Regions from separate parts of the Zea mays genome. Here region 2 is linked to region 1. The links are chromatin contacts, called in public Hi-C maps. All regions are on one chromosome and are shown on one strand. The core of a region is the stretch at or near the end of the contact, and the rest is flanking DNA. Distances in the headings are between cores, read along the strand shown.

Region 1 (3,121 bases), core at 315-2,814:
GCATTTTGTGATCTTTGTTCTATAATTTTCATGAGTTGACTTGGACGTGTATATTACCTTCAGGTGGCTGTTCTCACAGTGTATGTATTTTTATATGGGAGGTTATACCTTGTTTTGAGTGGCTTAGAAAAGTCAATACTGCAAGATCCAAATATCCAAAACATAAAACCATTTGAAAATGCACTTGCCACTCAATCTGTATTCCAACTTGGGATGTTGCTCGTTCTCCCAATGATGATGGAGATTGGCCTTGAGAAAGGATTTGGCAGAGCATTGGCAGAGTTTGTAATCATGCAACTTCAGTTAGCTTCTGTATTCTTCACTTTTCATCTTGGAACAAAGACTCACTACTATGGCAGGACGATACTTCATGGTGGAGCAAAGTATAGAGCTACTGGGAGAGGGTTTGTTGTGCGTCATGCAAAGTTCGCTGAGAATTATCGGATGTACTCCCGGAGTCACTTTGTCAAAGCACTGGAGCTGCTTATTCTTTTGGTTGTCTACCTAGCTTATGGGAGTTCATACAGAAGCTCAAGTTTGTATTTGTATGTCACAGTTTCGATATGGTTCCTTGTTTTCTGTTGGCTGTTTGCACCTTTTGTCTTCAACCCATCCTGCTTTGAGTGGCACAAGACTGTTGATGACTGGAATGACTGGTGGAAGTGGATGGGCAATAGAGGTGGTATTGGATTAGCGCCTGAACAAAGTTGGGAGGCTTGGTGGGTGAGTGAACATGACCACCTGAGGAATGCAACAATTCGAAGCTTGCTCTTGGAGTTCATCCTTTCCCTGCGGTTCTTGATCTATCAGTATGGTATTGTTTACCACTTGCACATAGTGCATGGCAACAAAAGCTTCTTGGTATTCTACCTACTTAGAATGTCCCTTGTTTTAATCTTCATTACTGAACTCAGTTAACTTAATGCTTGCTTTCTCCAACAGGTATATGCACTGTCATGGCTGGTTATAGCAGTTGCTCTTGTGTCACTAAAGGTAACAGTCTTCCGTGTTGTAGCGCATCTTATTTTGTCTGATACTGCATTTACAGCTGGGGTGTGCTCCCTTGTTCCAGGTTGTTTCAATGGGGAGAGAGAAGTTTGTTACAAGGATTCAACTAGTGTTCCGCATCCTCAAGGGCATTGTGTTCCTTGTGCTCATTGGTTTGCTTGTCCTTTTATTTGTTGGTTTTGACCTTGCTGTCTCGGATGTTGGCGCCAGTATCTTGGCATTCATTCCCACTGGCTGGTTTATTCTTCTGGTGAGCCATTCTTGGGTTCTTCCACACGTCTTTCTTTTTAGCTACTTGCTGTTTGTCAGTGTACTTATTGCTCCTGTTAATCTTTGTTTAGATTTTAGATGTATTGGCTTGTTTTTCTGATTCATGTTTGTGGCACCTTCTGTTGCTTTAGGTTGCGCAATTATGTGGACCGCTGTTTCGGAGGTTGATCATAGAGCCACTTCACTTGCTGTGTTGCCCATATGGTACCGGTGGTGCATGCAGAGGTCCCTGCTGTGCCAGGTTCAGACAGAGGACCGGTGCTGCGCTTCGGAAGATGGGACCATGGGACTCCATCCAGGAGATGGCGAGGATGTACGAATACACCATGGGGCTCCTCATTTTCCTGCCCATTGCCGTGCTATCGTGGTTCCCCTTCGTCTCTGAATTCCAGACACGGCTGCTCTTCAACCAGGCCTTCAGCAGGGGGCTGCAGATCTCTAGGATCCTCGCGGGGCAGAATGGTAGCGGCACAAAGAGCGACTGATGCTTTGACATTAACGGAGTTATCCATTCCGTTGTGCCATGTGGTATCTCGTTGCTATTGTCCGCTACCGTTATGTGTAGAATCAAGTATGTTCATCGTTTGAAAAAGTGTCGCGCAGTTTGAGTGTGTATGTCGGATTTTAACCTCTTAATTCAGTTCATATTCATTGGTTGTTTCCATTTGATTTGCACGTATACGTTGGAATCTGTCTGATTTTCGGTGTTAAAAGTAAGTGTTTGTTTTTAGCTAGAACTTTCTCTACTCCTTTAAAGCACCAATTTTATATGTCATGCTTTGCGTACGAAGCATGTGGATTCGTTTCTTTCTCGCTTCTCGTCTACCACAAATAGAAATAGGTTATGAGAGACCACTCAAACTTAACACGACAGGAGGAAGCCATATCCAGTGTAGCGCTTTCACATAGTATTAAATCGCTAGTTGAACGAGAACAAGCGATTGAGTGAGCTATAAAAATAGAGGCTAGACTTATGTTCAACTCATGACTTTCTCAACATTTTGGCTAAAAGTATAATATTTGTTTTTATCAGTTTATATATATAGTTTAATATATGATATGTGAACCATATGTTCATTTTAATATTAAATTTACTTTTTATAGTTATCAAATATAATTGTGTGTCGTTGTAACACACAAACATGATGATATTAGTACTTCTATGAAGCACTAGTTTTGACCGTCGTCCTGCATCATCACTTCTAAAAAAACTCTTTGCATTTCTTCGAAATAACCCACTAGTTTTAACTTTTTAAAACTCTTTCAATTAAATCACCCGCACATCCATAACCTCTCCTAAATCCATGAAATGAAATGCACTCAAACATAACACATCCTCAAAACCAACGGCTCAGATCGCTGGATAATTCTCTTCTCTCTACTCAAATCCAATGGCTAATGTTATTTGAATCATTCTTTCTCCCTTATGCAATTGGGACATGACGTATTTTCACAATGATATGATAGACTATCATTTTGGTTTGATCATCTTTGACTCGCCAATTAGTTCTCCCACATGTTGTGTTTCTCTCATTAAATGCTTTATTTATATCAATTTACTATTGAATGTTTGCTCTTAAGATACTTGAATTCATGATGTCAATATTTATTTAAAGATTGCTACTTTAATCTTTGCACTATAAAGTACCAGTTTCCACCCTCGTCGTGTGTCAACACTAATGCAAAAAAAACTCTTATATTTATTTGTAATCAACCTACGGATCAGACCCCCCATGTGGCTCCCTCCCTCGAGTGTCGCCGCTGCAATCATCGCCATCGCGTGTAGCCCCCACTCTCTTGAGCGCCTAGAAGGAGCGAATAGGTGATGCCTGTAAAATACAAC
Region 2 (3,021 bases), core at 330-2,829, 100 kb after region 1:
GGATGAAATAGCTGATGCCCATGTCTGCTCTCCATAAGGTCGCAGGTGAACGACACGATACTCTTGAGGTTTCCTCGGACAGCGCCTGGAGCAAGATTTCTTCGTTACCAGGAAAAAATCTGCTGGGGAGGTAGAGTGGAGGGTCATCTTACTCCGCAAAGGCCGCGACGGAGGTGGAGGCAAGCAAACAAATGACACGACGTTGAACATACATGATGATCTCCACCGTGCGCTCGAACTCGTCGGCGTCGGCCGCGCCCCAGCAGCACGCTCGCACCAACACGGACAAACACTGTCGCTCGTTCTCCGACTCCGACCACTGCAGCTCGAGGGGCGCGGGGAGAGGTCCGTCTCACCTGCACCAGCCGCGGGCTCGCCATCTTCTCTTACCTGCACAAGATTCCCACTCCCCGTTTCACACACAATGGTTCACCTGCAATAATGGGACATGAAGTCCTTCGTGAATCGCCTGTGGTCCAAACCGCCATGTCACCCCCATCGCCGGCAGCAGCCGAGCAGAGGCAGCAGCATCAACGCCCATTGTGGCTGACACACTCCGCCTGGTGCCTGCATCCTCACCTCTTAGCGAGGCTGTTGGAGACATCGTGGCCGCCACCATGGCACATGTAGAAGGAGACCGGACAAGGTGCCCGTCAATGGACCCCTCGGCGCCGTCGGGGCTATGATGTGAGTATGCGACCCAAGTCACAGCGGGTCGTCTTGCACGATAAGGGCCACCGCTTCTTGTCCAGGAAGAATTGCGGAGGGGAAGACCGCAGGGAGGAGTTAGGGCTCGAATGTAGGGAGGGAAATGCAGCCTGGTGCTAGGGTTAGGGTTTTACCTGGTCGATTTGGGAGCGAGAGGAGCCCGACGCCATTACGGAAATGCAGCGAAGATGGGGACGATGGCGGGGGAGATTTGCATCACGGGGGCAGGGGCAAACGGCACCAGATCCACCTTCGCTTCCTACAACGGCAATGGTGGTGAGGTGGTGGCCGTCACTGGAGAGGAGTAGGAGGAAGGCGAGCGGGAGCATGAAGACGATGTTGGTCCCCGCCTCGCCGTCGTGGCCCGTCGATCTCTCACGCTGCCACGGCTCCCTGCTCCCTCACTCTCCTCATGGCTACGTAGCAGGCGTGTGCGATGGGCGGGCGCCGGGGTGGGGATTGCATCGCGGGGCGGGTGCAGGGGCAGCATTCACGGGGACGGGCGGAGGCAGGCGCGATTCGCGGTGGGCTGTGCGGGGCGGCGCGGGGGGCGGGCGCGGCGTGCGCGTGATCCGCGCGCGGAGGGGAATCACGGCGGGGTGGGGGTGGGCGGCCGGGCGCGTCATCCGCGGGGGGCTGGTTTCGCAGCGAGGGAGGCGCGGGCCGGTTTCGCGGCGAGGGGATCGCAGGCGGGGGCTTTCGCGGCGAGGGAGGCGCGGGGATGCTGGCTGGTTTCGCGGCGAGGGGATCGCAGGCGGGTAGGATCGTAGGCGGGGGCAGTCTACACTTGGATCTTAATAGTTGTAGAGATGTGTGCACAACAGCACAAGTGTCACCCGGTGCAACAAGCGGGTTGAAAAGCTGAGGCGTTGGCAGCAGTTTTTGGTGGCTAGGTGATTAAAAAAATACGAGGAAACAAACAGGGTTCGTCACATCGCTTGCGCCTCTCTCTCTCGGGGACAACTGCTTCACCCCTGCCGCCGCCCTACGCTTGGTGCCTAGGTCTTCATCGGATCGTTCACCGGGCACAAGCATCACCCAGCAGGTATGCCCACCCCTTTCTCCCTGCTGCTGTGAAACTGAGCATTCAAACCCTAACTGCCTGCTAGGGTTTCTTGCCCTATCTGTTTAAGACTGGGATCGCTTCTCCCCCGCCGACCAAGCCGTGCCTCCCCTGTTGCCGGCGTCGCCCCTCCCCCACCAGTGAAACTCGCGGTCTCTCTCCACCGCACGCACCTCGTGTAGTTGTCGCCGCGTGCACCCCCTGTAGCCCCGGCGTTGGGTCCTACTGCTCCATCCGGTTTGCTTCCGGCAACAAGATCAACAACAAGCGAGCGAGGTAGTGAAAAGCTGCAGGTACCAAACACCTCAAATGGCTTTTTTTCAGCTTCTTTTGATAAGTGGCTTTTCTCAGCAGTCAATCTTTTTTTGTCCATACTTTGGATGGTTTACACTGGATTGTTTACAGCTGTGATCTCTGGAGGTGCTCTTCCTACTCTTTGCTGGTATTTTGATGGTGGCTTGATGGCCAGTAATATGCAGGCTTCTGGGCTGCCTCAGGCAACTGCTGTCACATGCTGTCAATATCATTTTGTCATGTCACCTGTAGTGTACATAGTGCTCATCATCTTTATTATCTTATAAGCAGCCTCCCAGACCTCCCATGATGGGTTCTAGCGCTCAGCCACAAAATCTTGGACCACCAATGCCTATGCAGGTAAACTGAATTCCAGATTTTTGTTTCTTTACACATTTGTTGCTTCCAGAATTCTAGGCTACGTTTCTAATGTTGCTCCTCATGCTGCCCTTTCAGTTTAGGCCAGTGATTCCTTCGCAGCCTCCTCCTCAGTTCGTGCCACCAGCAGCACAACAGTTCCGTTCTGTTGGTGAGCCTATGCCGGGGGCTAACGTTGGCATGCCAGGGCAAATGCCACATTTTCCACAACCTGGGCAGCACATGCCTCACTCAAATCAAGTTCCACCTGTATCACAAGGGGTTCCCATGGTATATCAGCCAGCTAGACCAATGTCATCAGCACCTATGCAACCACAGCAACAAGCTGCGTATGCTGGGGGCCATTTGCTCACCATGGGTGCTCCTATGCAACCCCTGACCTATACAGTTAGTCCTATTAGTCACTCTTTGAGTTAGTTATTTCCATATGATTTCTGTGTTACTAGTCTTAGACTAAGCTACTAACTTGCTAACTCCGACATTTCAGTATCAACCAACATCGATCCCTCCTGTAGTGCAACCCTGGAGTACAGGCCCAGGACAGAGTGTAACTCATGTGCCTCCTCTAGTGCAGTCTG

Evidence for each region. Hi-C and Micro-C count contacts between places; a contact is called where the count stands out from the background.
Region 2: a Hi-C map of ear shows a contact between it and region 1, with 2.3 times the contacts expected there. The contact joins the promoter of LOC103651641 here to the enhancer-like site in region 1. A contact is called at or near these places in 4 of 25 Hi-C or Micro-C datasets (ear, leaf, tassel and 1 more).

What each region holds. Positions count from the first base shown.
Region 1 is chr3:233,745,172-233,748,292 of Zm-B73-REFERENCE-NAM-5.0, forward strand. It overlaps LOC103651639 (callose synthase 7), which reads left to right. Exons shown (of 42, transcript XM_020550613.3): 39 at 64-861; 40 at 943-993; 41 at 1,073-1,258; 42 at 1,410-2,012. The coding sequence ends at 1,763. Among protein-coding and RNA genes, the nearest start is that of LOC103651639, 58 kb to the left of the region's middle. Within about 2 kb of position 1,565, at least 3 of the 20 cell types and tissues checked have an H3K27ac peak or open chromatin away from gene starts, as enhancers often do.
Region 2 is chr3:233,847,809-233,850,829 of Zm-B73-REFERENCE-NAM-5.0, forward strand. LOC103651641 (pre-mRNA-processing protein 40A) reads left to right here and starts at 1,580. Exons shown (of 31, transcript XM_035966528.1): 1 at 1,580-1,753; 2 at 1,842-2,064; 3 at 2,177-2,268; 4 at 2,357-2,425; 5 at 2,522-2,830; 6 at 2,931-3,021. The coding sequence starts at 2,233.